3 separate regions of the Mus musculus genome follow, and regions 1 and 2 are each linked to region 3. Evidence: chromatin contacts called from public HiChIP or PLAC-seq and promoter capture Hi-C data. All regions are on one chromosome and are shown on one strand. Each heading gives the region's core, a stretch centred on a gene start, on an enhancer-like site or on the middle of the called end of the contact. The rest is flanking DNA. Distances are from core to core; before and after follow the strand shown.

Evidence for each region. Promoter capture Hi-C pulls out the DNA fragments that hold promoters and counts their contacts. HiChIP or PLAC-seq counts read pairs in DNA pulled down with a chosen protein or histone mark.
Region 1: a contact with region 3 is called in a promoter capture Hi-C map of liver, with 4 times the contacts expected there. The contact joins the promoter of Clec4f here to the promoter of Dguok in region 3. A contact is called at or near these places in 4 of 39 promoter capture datasets (cranial neural crest, liver, macrophages and 1 more), 3 of 484 Hi-C or Micro-C datasets (the N1E-115 cell line, embryonic stem cells and trophoblast stem cells), 2 of 115 datasets of contacts at active chromatin or transcription factors (embryonic stem cells and memory CD8 T cells) and 1 of 9 other capture datasets (adipose tissue).
Region 2: a contact with region 3 is called in an H3K27ac HiChIP or PLAC-seq map of regulatory T cells, with 5 times the contacts expected there. The contact joins the promoter of Mob1a here to the promoter of Dguok in region 3. A contact is called at or near these places in 23 of 39 promoter capture datasets (the 3T3-L1 cell line, 3T3-L1-derived adipocytes, the C10 cell line and 16 more), 3 of 15 datasets of contacts at CTCF or cohesin (CD8 T cells, the NIH/3T3 cell line and large pre-B cells), 20 of 484 Hi-C or Micro-C datasets (B cells, CD4 T cells, CD8 T cells and 12 more), 47 of 115 datasets of contacts at active chromatin or transcription factors (the 230-238 cell line, CD8 T cells, DN3 thymocytes and 33 more) and 4 of 9 other capture datasets (adipose tissue, embryonic stem cells, liver and 1 more).

The regions. Positions count from the first base shown.
Region 1 is chr6:83,653,790-83,658,323 of GRCm38.p6, forward strand. It overlaps Clec4f (C-type lectin domain family 4, member f), which reads right to left and starts at 2,327. Exons shown (of 7, transcript NM_016751.3): 1 at 2,168-2,327; 2 at 1,269-1,385; 3 at 894-974. The coding sequence starts at 2,243.
Region 2 is chr6:83,324,622-83,328,981 of GRCm38.p6, forward strand. It overlaps Mob1a (MOB kinase activator 1A), which reads left to right and starts at 1,418. Exons shown (of 6, transcript NM_145571.2): 1 at 1,418-1,646. The coding sequence starts at 1,633. It also overlaps a transcript of Mthfd2 not described here.
Region 3 is chr6:83,504,991-83,509,743 of GRCm38.p6, forward strand. It overlaps Dguok (deoxyguanosine kinase), which reads right to left and starts at 1,979. Exons shown (of 7, transcript NM_013764.2): 1 at 1,758-1,979. The coding sequence starts at 1,899.

The DNA.
Region 1 (4,534 bases), core at 1,077-3,576, 150 kb after region 3:
AGACTCCTCCACACACAGCTTTGAGTGATCCTAGGGCAGCCAGCTGGTCCCTGAAGCTAGTAGGCTCTGGGGATGGACCACGCAAGAATGCAGGCAGGCTAGCTAGCTGCTTGCTACACATACACACACACACACACACACACACACACACACACACACACAAACACACATGAGCAGGAACAACAGAAACTCTGGCCTGGGTTCAATTCTCAACACTACTAAGAATATTTTTCTCAGATCACGTGGATGAAAAACGACTGAAAAAGAACATGCTTATTTTTAAATCCTTTTTCATATGAAACTCTATAAGAAAACTGCTCTTCACCATGACAAGTGAGGTTGAAGTCAGGAGGGGATGCGAGAGATCACCAATGGCTGCAAGCAAACCCTGGGGAGGGGATGGTGAGCTGGCTCCTCAGCCTGACTGTAGAGATGGTTTCAGGAACACACTCCACAGGGATTTATCAGATTGTGCAATTTAAATATGCCCAATGTTTACGGCAGCTGGACCTCAATAAAGCTGTGCTGAAAAATGGGACAATTTGGGGTTTAGAGATACAGCTCATTTGATAGAACACTTGTTTCGTTTGCATGAGGTTATGGGTTCAATCCTCAGTACCACATTACCTGGGCATGGTGCCACACACCTAGCATTATAGAAACGGAGGCAGGAAGGGTCAGACATTTAAGGTGATTCTTGGCTTTTTAGTTTGAAACCAACCTGGATTGTATGAGATCCTGTATCAAAAAATAAGTTTACAATATGTTTTAGGAGGAAGGTGGGAGCTGAAGCTCGGCGTGGGAACAGGAGCTGGAAGAGAAGCTGCAGCAGAGTCTGTGCCCCACACCCCACAGCCAGCTCCCTGAGGCGCGTCCTCACTGGAACTACTCACTGTCGTGTCCAGAGTTGTTGCTTCCCCGAAGCAGGAGGGAGGGAGGCTCTTTATTCCACTCAGGTCTCCAAGGCTGTGAAGCTGAGAATGCCATTCCTGGGTCAGCTCAATCCATAGCCCTGACATAATAGACTTCCCACACAAGCTGGGTTCCAGAAAGAGAGGAGCATCAAGCCTGCCCCCCTTCCCAGAAGCCTCCATTCTCGAGAGCCATCTCACAGCCCAGTGGGCTCTGTTGACTCCAGGTCTGGGCCTAGGTTGGTGGCAAAATGTTACTTCAGAGAGCAGAAATGTCCAGAAGACTGCCATCTGGGTCTCTTGGGACCTTTGCACAGAGGGAGAGTGAGTTGTGGCTAAAGTCACCCGAGAACTTACCCACCACAAAAAGAGCAAGGAGAGAAAAGATCACAGTCACCACCATTAATGCCAGAATGACCTGGACGTGCCGCAGGGTCCTGGGAGCCATGAGAGCAGCTGACTTAGGCCCCAGTCCTGCAGGGGAGAAGCCAAGACTCAGGGTAAGAGTGCAGGGAGAGCCAGGACTGTCGGTCTTGACACAGTCCCCTGACTTGTCCGTTAGAGATGAGAACAACTGCCATGCTTCTCACAGGGAAAGAAAGCATTCTCTCAGGACAGGTAACAGCCAAAGGTATGGGGCTCACAACCCACAGAGGCTGCAGTGGTGTCCTAGACATGAAACCCGTCCCAGAGAAAGCGTTGCTGTGGGTGCGATCATAAAGAAAGAAGAAAGTGAAGGCTGAAAGCAGGTGGAAAGAAGGTACATAGCAGGGGTCCAGACCACAGGTCCCCATTCTGTTAACAAGCCTGACCACATCAAGCATTAGTGTCCCTGGGGTGGATGGTTTCATCCCTGGAGCCTTCCACAGAGCTTGACATGTTGCCCTGGACGCATGTCTAGGGCCTTCTGGGAAATTGGTTACTAGCCAGGGATGCACCCACTAATGATCTCGGAGAGCACCAGCTCCAGAGGGTGCACGGGCTAGGTGGAGGGCAAAGCCGGGGTTCAAAACCAGGCCCATCTGAACTCCAAGTGCACATTTTTCCTGACATCGGGTTACTGTACCCAGTGGAGGGGCTCTTGGAGGTTTCATATAGAGCCTGGGGTGCTCAGAGTTCTGGTCCTCTGCCGACCTGTTTATTCTGACCCATCTATTTACTATGGAACCAAGGCAGGGATGATACAAATCTCTGGGCTGGCAAAGATGGGCTCAGAGGGCAGGGTATAGGCAATATTCTTACCTAAATATTCTTACCTTGGGGCTGTAGGGAGACACACTGGTTGTCTGTGCAATATCTAGCCATATCTCTGTTCAGCTCGGCCTCCTTCATCCTCCTGCACCGTTCTTGCCACTGGTTCCTAAAGCCTGTCCTGCAAGCCCACAGTAGTGAGAGCCTGAAACACAGTGGGAGCCTGATCTATGTTCTCCTGAGGTCAGGACAACTTCCCAAACCTGCCTCCTCCCTCTGACTCTGCAGAAATCCAATGTTACCACTGGCCCCTCCTCCTCTTGGAGTTACAGAGGCCAAGAGCCCAACAGCCCTTTCCCCCTCTGCCCCTGGCTCCATGCCAGCCTCTGCCTCAGAGCCACACACCACCCAACCCCCTTCAGCAGGGTCTGCAATCTGCCCCTAAGAAGGGGACTGTCAACTTTACAGGGGAAACATTCTTGAGAGGCTGAGGAGATGGCTCAGACAGTGAAGCGCTTGAAGCATGAAGCGCTAAGCATGAAGACCAGAGTTTGGCTCCCCAGCACCACCCACATCAAAAACTGGGCACAGCAGCATGTGCCTGTAGTCACAGTGTTGGGAGGTGGAGGTAGGAAGATCCTTACAGCTTTCTAGCCAGGCTGCCTCACTGAATCAATTAGCTCTTTTTTAATAAAGGTGGGAAGAGATAAGGGAAGATGCCCAGCACTGGCCTCTGATTTTCATCAGGCTTGAGGTAGCACACAGCTTTAATCCCAGCACCTGGGAGGCAGAGGCAGGTTGATCTCTCTGAGTTTGAGGCCAAGCTGGTGTACATAGTGAGTTCTAGGCCAGTCAGAGCCACATAGTGAGACCCTGTCTCAAAAACCAAACAAACAAAAACAGTGCACGAGGTGGGAGAATTTGTAGGGGGAGGCAAAGACCGGGAGCCTGGCCAGTCCAAACCTCAGAACTTTACAGACAGGTCACCAGAAAGGCCCTGACAGACTTTATATGTGATTGTTGGCTGTGTCCTAGGTCAAAGTTCCTGCAAGCCTAACTCCTGAGTGACGATAATCCTTGGTTATCATAATGAATTCCCTCTGAGCACACCTGGGTTCTTTTGGTGAGATGACTCAGGTCCTTTCTGGGATGGCCACCAGTTCCAGAAAGGCCACATTGATTAGAAACCTCCACCCCCCCCTCCCCTACTCTCAGACATCCCTGTGAGAAGGACTTCACAGGAAGTCACAAGAATCCTAAGCAAGGTAGGGTTTGAGCTGTAGCTCAGTTGGTAAATCACTTGTCTTACACACATAAGGCCCTGGCTTCCATCCCAGGCAGTCTTTAAACAAGATATGGGGTACATGCCCGTGACTATACAACTCAGGAGACAGAGACAGGAAAAGATCAGAAGTTCAACGTCATACTCAGCTGACCCTGTCTCTCTCAAACAACAAACTTGAGCAAGAAAATACAGAAGGCTCAATCTCACCCTGACTCCTGAGACACAGAAGTATGGTGCTCAGGAGCTGCTAAACCTTGCTTTATATCTTTCCATTGGCTCAGGCTATCCCTTCCAACAAACTCTGAATAGTCTACCCAGTGTTTGCATGTAGTTCGATGGTTTGTTCTAGGGAACCATCAAAGCTGAATGTCATGGCATTGGCTGTAAGACAGACAGAAGAATGGGTTGCTTGGCAACCTACTAGTCACAGATCTCTGAAGTGGGGACAGTCTTGTAAGAGACTCTCAGAACTCTCAGACTGTGAGGTCTCTGCTATCTGGGAGTTAGCATCAGAACGATCAAATGATGGGTGCACAGCTGCTGTTTGACAGAAAGGATGTCAGGGGAACCCAGCTTGGTGTCAGGAGAGCAGTCAGGGAATACAAATCAGAGTCCACCTTCATCTAAGCCAATGGTTCTCAGCCTTCCCAGTGCTGTGCGCGACCCTTTAATGCAGGTCCTCAGGTGGTGGTGACCCCAGCCATAAAACTATTGTTGCTACTTCATAACTGTAATTTTGCTATTGTCATGGATCACAATATAGATACTTTTGGAGATAGAGGCTTGCCATAGGGGTCGGGATGCACAGGTTGAGAACCTCCCATAAAGACTTCATCATCAGCAATTATAGCCATTCAGGTGATATCTCCAGGTTCTCAGAACTAATTTTAAAGAAATCGAGAAGACTGGGTCCAAAGTACTTCTTCTGGATGAGACCTATAACATTCTTCCAAGAGAACAAACACTGCTTTGGGCCTGGCATTGTGTGGTGGTTTGAATGAGAACGGCCCCCATAGACTCACATATTTGAATGTTTGGTTTCCAGCTGGTAAAACTGTTTAGAAAGGAAGTAAGTGTGGCCTTCCTGGGAGAGGTGTGACACTAGCAGTGGGCTTCGAGGTCCCAGGAGCCCATGCCATTCTAGTAA
Region 2 (4,360 bases), core at 168-2,667, 180 kb before region 3:
CCTCTCACATCATATTTTTATAGTTATATACATATATATATATATGTGTGTGTATACATATAATGTCATATATGTATACACACATATACATATATATATATATATACATACACACACATACATACACACACACATATAATTTTTGAGAGTCTTTCTATGTAGTCATGGCTGTCCTAGAACATGCTATGCAGACCAAGCTGGCCATGAACTCACAAAGACCCATCTGCCTCTACCTCCCAGTGCTGGGATTAAAGAAGCTGTGTATCATCATGCTTGTCCTGACTTGATATAAACATAAGGACACAGACTCAAACCTTAATAATATGTTATTTAAAAATATACTTATGAAAAAAATAAACAAATAAAAGGACAAGAGGCAGAGGCAGGAAGATATCTGTTAGTTCGAGGCCAGCCTGATCTACAAAACAAGTTCCAGGACAGCAGGACTACATAGAGACCCTGTCTCAAAAAACCAGGAAAACAAACAAACAAAAAAAACCAACAAAAAACAAAACCAAAAACAAACAAACAAAAGATTCAAAAAATATATCAAGGCACATACTCTAAATCACATACAAATTTACAGAAGTTAGTGAAAAAAAGGAAAGAAAGAAAAGAAAAAGCTTACTGAATAATCCTGATAACCTAGGCTGCCCCCCCCCCCATCAAGGTAGAAAAGGAGAACCAGCTACTACTACATACCACACTAATAAATACAAATGTATAAAAGGTGGTTTAAAAAGTTAATAGAAGGAGGCAGGTGGTAGCTCAAGCCTGTAATTCCCGCACCTGGGAAGCAGACGCAGGACGGTCAGGAGGTCAGGGTCATCCTTGGCGACATAGTAAACTTTAAACCAGCCTGGGCAGCCTGGAACACCTGAGATCCTGTCTCAACCAAGGAACAACACGCAAACAAACAGGAACCCAAAAGTTGATAAAATAAAATTGATGACATTAATGTGACAGGTGGCATTCAAATGGTTTTAAACCACCGGCAAAATACTGGATCTTTGCCACTGCGCATCTGCAGTTTCATTTATTTCCACAGGTTTTTTTTCTCCCCCCTCTTTTCTTCATTCTACCATAGTGTCACCTGGTGTCAACATATCCTCCCACACGGAACATGCACATGGACATTCATAGCAGCGTTACAGTGTGTGTGTAGAAACCTCCCAGGTGTCCATCAACAGGCGAGGTGGCCAGAATAGCATTCCTTTAGGAGAAGACATCAAGTTTTTCTAAATAGCGAAACAGTCACCAAGTAGCGCTGGCAGACGTCCCTCGGCCACGGAACAGTTGACAGCGGCGCCTAGTTGGCCCCATTTCCCTCCCGTGCCCACAGAATACTGATTGGCTGAGCTCAGGAAGGGGCAGGGTGAAGCTCAGCGGGACGGGAAGAAGCCCGGTCTCGCGAGATCCTCTTGGTTCCGCATTTTGGCTCGCGGAGCTGTGGGAGGCAGCGCGGAGGAGCCCGCGGTCGGTGCTTGGTCGCGGCGGCTGGAACTCGGTACCAAACCCGGGCCGTGAAGCTTCGGCAGCCCTGTAGAGCCGCGGACCGTCCTCTGCCTCCCGGTGCCCGCGGCGGCGCCGAGTCTGACGGGGCGGGGGCCACGGCCCCTCGGGCTAGCGAGGATGAGCTTCCTCTTGTGAGTGGGCCGGGCCGGGCCGGGGCGGGGCGGGTGTCGGTCGGCAGGGCCGGGCCGAGGGGCCAAGCGGAGGGCGGAGCCCGACCTAGGGCTGCTCCGGGCCTGCCGCCCCGGGATCGGCTAGCGCAGGAAAATGTGCAGTGCCTCGGTGACCAGACCAGGCTGAGAAAGAAAGGCGCAGGTTCTCAGTGGCTTCCCACAGGTTTGCATTTGGGAAGAGGGCATTGCTCCTTCCAATGTGACTTTTCTCTTAGCCCAGGCGGGGCTTGAACCTGGACTCCTCCTGCCTCTGCTTTCCCAAGGAGCCAGGATACAGCCTCGGCCACTAGGACAGGCCTCCTTTAAATGTGGGGGTTTTGTTTTGAGAAATGGTCTTGCTATGTAGCCCAGGCTGGCCTCGAGCCCTCTTAGATGTTGGGATTAAAGGTGGGTGCTTTCATCTCGGCCCACATGTGAATTTTTTTTAAGGTTTTTATTTTTTTTGAGAACTTAATAGATGCGTATTTTCATTTCTAACTCCTCCAGTGCCCTCTCATCTCCCATTCAAATTCATGTTCTCTTATCTATATTCTATATTACGTCTATACAACATACATACGTAATGGATCCAGTTAGTGTCGTCTGTATGTACTTGGGTGTAGAGCTGACTATTTCATTATGAGTCTATTTGAGCTTGTCCCTGAAAAACCTGACTCTTCTTGTGGACTGTCCATAGCTCTTCAGCCAGGTGAGGTAAATGGAAGTTTTTATTTATAACTTAAACCGATGGACAGTTTTTCCCACTCTTTGGCTATTCTGAATAACGCTGCTGTGAGCAGCTGGTTATAGGTTTTTGGGTATGTGTGTGTGATGGTATCTCCTGGGTCTTAGTGAGGTTTTTGCATGTTAGCCTTTGAGGCACTGCCAAGCCTTCTAAAGCCTGCACTGCATTTAACATCCCATTCTCATTGTATTGAGTTTTCAGAATTCTTCAGTTCACACCTGCCTGGTAATTACCACTGATAGATCTGAGGGTGAAGTGGAATTTATTGATTTACATTCTCCCAATGACCAGCAATGTTAAGCATCGTTTGTGTGTGTGTGTGTGTGTGTGTGTGTGTGTCTGTGTCTGTATTTTGTGTTTTCAGACTATTTGTGGATAGAGTTTATTGAGATCCTTTTCCTATTTTAAAATCAGATTGTTCTTTATTTTGTTAGCATCTGTTAATTGTACAAATTAATGGGTTTCACTGTGACATTTCCACGTGTGTATATGGTGCAGTGGTTGTGTCCGTCTGACTTTTTGGTTTCAGTTGTAAGAATTCTTTATGTATTTTGGATATGAGTGTCTCATTACATCTGTGACTTCTTCCATCCTCAGCGTTATTTTAACTGTTTTGATGGCATCATTAGAAGAATGTAAGTGTATTTTTCAAAGATTTATTTAGTTATTTAGTTTTTTTTTTTTTTTTTTTTTTTTTTTTTTGCTTGTTTGGTTTTTTTTTTTTTTTGAGATAGGGTTTCACAATGTAGCTCTGGCTGTCCTGGAGCTAACTATGTAAACCAGGCTGACCTCCCAGAGATCTGCCTCGCTCTCCCTCCAGAGTGCTGGGATTAAAGATGTATACCAGTATACCCAGTTTAGGATTTACTTTCATTTTATGAGTATGAGTGTTTTGCTTGTATGTATGTATGTATGTATGTATACCATGTACATCCAGTACCCACGGATGCCAGAAGAGGGCATCAAATCCCATGGGACTGGAGTTGTGGATGGTTGTGAGCCACCATGTGGGTGCTGGGAGCTGTATACCCCAGTCCTCTGCAAGAACAGCAAGTGTTCTTAACTACTGAGCCATCTCTTCAGCCCTTGAAGCACAAACCTCAATTTATCATATGAAGATCTTATTGAATCTTAAGAAATCATTTAATGTTAATTTTCCATATTCAGTTTCCTGTTATTCAGTTTCCTGTCTCCATGTGTTCCTGGGGTGATCCTTCTAATGTATATAGTTCTTTATAAAGTATGATATTTAGTCTAGTACTTTCATAATTTTTTACTTTTTACACTATTTAAAATTTACTTTCACAGGTAAGGTGTAAGTCCACGAGTCTGTTCCCTTCCCCTTTTAGATGTTGTCACAATTCTGATATGTCTTATTTTAATGCTTTTTCTGTTTTGTTGTTGTTTGTGCTTTCTATGGGTTACCAAAATAGACTTTGCTCTAATTTGGTTCTGTAATGTGTTCAGCTATGCTTTGACTATATATACCACATTACCTATTTTTACTGCACAGCATCCCATGATGTGGATATACACTCCATATCTACGAGTGCATGGAAGGAGTAGATTTGCATTGTTAAGATGTTGCTATAACAAGCACTAGAATCTACAGTGTGTCCTCCCCCACACGAACTGCTTGGTTAAATGCTCTGGTAGATGGGGATAATAGATTGTCCTATGCAACAACTTGTGTGTTGCTCCTGCACTAACACTTTTAAATTTTTACTTGTTTGTTTCATATATGTAGATCTGTGAGTGTGGAGTAGGCACACACTGTGTGATGCTGTGTCCTGATACACAGAGCATCATAGAAGAGGGCATTGGGGGCCTCCTATCACTTTTTGCCTCTTCTTTAAGGCAAGGTATCTTTTTGAACTTGAAACTCCTTTTTTATCCCCACTAGGCTGGAAGCCAGCAAGTTCCAGAGATCCTCCTTGTCTTAGTGTTGTGC
Region 3 (4,753 bases), core at 729-3,228:
ATGGCTTCCTAACTGAAACCTTCCACTTCCTATGCACTGAGCAGAGATGCTTTCATCTCTCAACACCTCAAACCATTGAATGGCTTCCTGTCTCAGGGTGTTATCCATGGGAGGCCTGTCCTTTTCTGATGAGAAACGCAAGAATGGATGGAGGGTAGTGGAGGGAGAGGCTGGGAGGAGAGGAAGGAGGAAATTGCCGTTGGGATATAATATATAAGAGAGTAAAATTTAAAATTAAGAAAACAACCCACGATAGTCTTTGGGATCTACACAACCCGGTCCTCCTTCATCCACCTGATCATTTCCTCCACTGCCCTCCTTGGTGACTCTACTTTGGCTGGAATGGGTTCCCTCCTGCTCACTGAACACACCATTCTATCCCCAGGCCTTCCGACTTGCTCTGCCTGGAATACTGTTGGTCAGCTGCCCACCTCGCTCACTCCCCCACACTGTTCAGGTTATTGATCCAGCATCCCTTCACCAGTGAGGTACTTGGCAATTACTATATTTGGAAGACAGACAACCACCCTCAACCTCTCATCTTACTCATCAATAGCTCATCCACTGTTTATTTACCCCGCTTAATTAATTTCTGTAGCTTTATTATGTATCACTTCCTATTAAAGTGCAGAATTTTTATTTGATCTGGTCATGGCTGTATCCGTAGGGTCAAGGAACAGTGCCAGCACAGAGAAGACACTCAAAGGGCGATTTGCTGAATGAATAAAACGAGAAACTATTTGCTGCTAGAATGTCTTGAGCAGCCCACACCTGATAGCATTATCAGCATCTGTGCAGAGCTAAGTACCCTCAGAATTCAGCAACAGTGAGTTGAGCCATTTTCCTTCCATGTTGCTTTTTTGTTTTTTAAGATACTGGGTTACTTATAACAAAATATATAATAAGTATCTATTTCTAAATTTAAGAAGCATGATCCTTCCTAACCAGGCAGGCAACTTTCTGTGAGTTTGAGCCCAGCTTGGTCTAAATAGCAAGATCCAAGCCAGCTAGGGCTACACAGTGACTGTTTCAAAACAATAGAACACTGTCATAATAATTTGTAGTGCAATTAACATGGGGGTACAGCAAAATAGTGAAAATGGAATCTGTTAAGAATTGATCTAAGCCAGGCGGTGGTGCCACATCCCCTTAATCCCAGCACAAGGGAGGCAAGGGGCAGGCGGATCTCTTCTGAGTTCTAGGCCAGCCTGGTCTACAGAGCGGGTTCCAGGACAGTCAACGCTACACAGAGAAACCTTGTCTCAGGGGAAAAAAAAAAAAAAAAAAAGTCTAAATAAACAATGGCTCATTTTTTAAGTGTATGCCCCAAATACTGCATGTGACACACCAAAATTATCTTAAACTATGTAAACTGGACATTTATTTTTATTTTTGCTAAATCTGGTGATGCTATTTTAGGAAAAGAACCGGCACACTGTCGCATCTATTTCTAGCGAATGAAACATGCCAGTAAACCAGTATAATTCTGGGGCTATCTAAAGCCTGCGTCAGGCTATTACGTCCCCGTGGGTGAGTAGGTGGGCGGGTACTGGGGCCCAATGTCTCCCAAAATCAAAACCCGCGGTGCACTGTGGGAGAAAGGCCTGACATGCAGAACCGGCCGGCAGGTTGGGCGGTGGCAGCAGAAGGGGTCAGGTGGGCAGGGTGGGACAGATCTGAGGCCAACTTCTTTTCCCAGCCTCTCAGCCACCTACTCGGCGGAGGCCAAGGCTCGACAGCCACTTTCTGGCCCTTACCGATGTTGCCTTCAATGCAGAGCCTTCGGGGGCCGCCCCCGTCGTGCATGGCCCTGGCGTGTGGCGCGTCCACGAGCGCGTTCCGCAGCGGGGAACGGAAAGACGCTCGGAGACGACGCAGAAGGAACCGACCTGCAGCCATCCTACCCAAGCCGAGCAAGGCGGGCACTTCCGCCGAGAGCACTTCCGCCTGCGATCAAGCGACGCCAGCGCACCTTTGACGTCAGAGGGCCGTCAGGCAGGAAGTGGCTGGTTTTAGCTCTCTAGGCGGGTGAGGCCGCAGGAGCTGCTCTGTTCTCGCGACATTTGCAGGGACGATGTGGGAGTGTCTCGGTGTTGTGGTGTAGGAGGGTGTGCTGAAGTAGAGTTCAGGCGTCCGTAGCCCTCTCATCGTTTTAATTAATATGTGTATATTGCATATTAGTATGGTGTACAGGGTGAGTCGCAGGACAGTCAGGGCTACACAAAGAAACCCTGTCTTGAAAAACAGAACAACAAAAATCTTGTTATACTTATTTATTTTGATATTTTGAGACAAGGTCTCATGTAGTGCAGTTGGTCCTCCTGCCTCCCCGTCCCAAGTGGTGAGCCTACAATGTGTGTTCCAGCATGCTCATTACGTATCATTTTACTTACTCATTAATGGCGCACTTGTAGAGGTCAGGACGACTTATAAGAGTCTGCTCAAACTCAGGCTATCAGTCTTGGCAGCTAGTGTTTTTACCTGCTGAGCCGTCTCACTGGCCCTAAGATAAATGCCTTCTTCCTCCATACTTTGGGACTTTATTGCCTACAGGAAGAGACTGGACTGTTTTAAGCAGGAAGGGAACAATCCAATAACTTACACAAGTAATGTTTCGCATCCTGTGTAACTGTCAGCACAATGTTGGACCATTTATTTTATCACACCCCATTTTATTTTGACCTTTAAATAGGTAAATGTTCACTTGGAGGAATCTCATCAGGATAACGAGTTGGATTAAGCATGGTATTGGCTCTGTAAGAATGAATCCTGGAGAGGAGACATGTACAGGACTATATGCAGTGAGTGAGGGGAGAGGAGGCATGGAAGAGACTTTCTGAAACATAAAATCTACAGTCCTGCAGTTGTTGGAAAGATGTGACCTGTGGAGCCTAGCACACACAAAGCTGTGGGCTGGATCTGGAGCAGAGAACTCCAGTATGGTGGCACACGCCTGTAATCCTAGAACTTGAGAGGTGGAGGTAGGAGGCTCAGAAGTTCAGTCATCCTTGGCTACACAGTGCATTGGAGGCCATCTTGGGATGTACGAGACTAGCTCAAAAAGGAGGAGGGGGCTTGCAAGTTGACTAAAGGCACTTGCTGCTAAGCCTGTTCACCACAGGGTCACAATCCTCAGGTCCCACGTGGTGAAATGAGAGAACCACCACCTGAAAGGTGTCCTCTGACCACTGCACTTAGCCTTGGCTACAACAACTATAATCTAGGTAGGATTCTCGTGGAGATCGGAGCCGCTAAATTCTATCCATTGCCACTGCCACACACCAGTAACCATCACTGTGCAGAAATACCGATTACATTTCTTTGCTTGTATAAAATCAGAGCTGGGAAATACTTAACTGCCCCTGTCCCCCAAAGAATGAGAGTCTCTCTGTCCTCGGGGTCATTGTAATTGAGAGGCTGAGTCAGGAGTAGTGTTGCCAATTCAAGCCCTGCAGGTCAGCCTGGGACACAGTGTGAAGCCTTGCCTTAAAGAAGTTTATGGTTATTGAGATGAATTAAGCTGGAGAGACTGCTCAGCGGTTAACAGCACGACTGCTCGCTCTCCCATAGGGCCGGAGTTCAATTGTCAGCAACCATATGTTGGCTTACAACCATCTGTAATGGGATCTGATGCCCTTTTCTAGTGTGTCTGAAGAAAGCTATTGTGTGTGTGTGTGTGTGTGTGTGTGTGTGTGTGTGTGTGTGTGTGTATACACACACACACACACACACACACACACACATGACTCAGCATGGGACTAGAGAGATGGCTTAGCCGGCTGTCCTTCTGCCTCAGCCTTCTCAGTAAAGGCAGGTCATCATGCCTATCTATTTCTTTTTTATTTTGGATTTATAGAGTGAATTAATGAACCAAACCATCTTTATCTAGTTACCTGCCAGTTACTCTGATGCCACTATTGATAATGATCTTTTTATCCTTTTTATACTTATTATATGCTATGCCATTCATAAGAATTAATCAGGCTGGGTATGATAATAATAATAATCACTGCACCCTTGGAGGTAGAAGCAGGGCAATTAAGAGTTCAGGGTATTTTCAACTACAAAAGGAATTTGAAGTCAAGCCTGGGCTACACAAGACCTGGTCTGATTTTTTTTTTTTCAGAATCTCTTTGGTTCTATTCTAAATTCCTAAGAGAAAGAGCCTGCAGCATGAAGCTAGGGTTTTATAGAACAAACAAGAGCTGGGTTAGTTACTTTTCTTGTTGCTGTAGCATGATACCTGACACAAGCAAGGTATGAGAGGAAAGGTTTGTTGGCTCTTGGATTCAAAGGATTTCAGTCCAGGACAACGGATTAAGGCCCACCTTAGAGACAGACCTACCCTCCAGACATGCCTCATCTCCTGAAGGCCTGAGTGTCCTAGGCTGGGGACAGATTCAAAACACTAGCCTGAGAGCGACATTTTGGATTCTAGGATCAGGGCACCATCCTATGCCCGAGGAAGAACAATCAACAATCGAATGCACCATTAAAGTAACTCCTCCCCAGAGGGATTAGTTCCTATTGATGGTGTCCATAGAGTCTTTCCAAGCTCTGGAGCTAGCCGGAGGAAAGTCCTGGCCCGTTGTGTAATGGGATTCACTCCCGTTACCTTGGGGAATGAGTCACTTTCCCGCTCCTGGTGGCTGTGAGCCATCTGCTGGAGTTGATGCATATGGCTGATGCAGCCCTGCCAGACACTGTCAGGAAGGTTCCCTTCACTCATTTCACATTCGCTAAGCATCTGCTC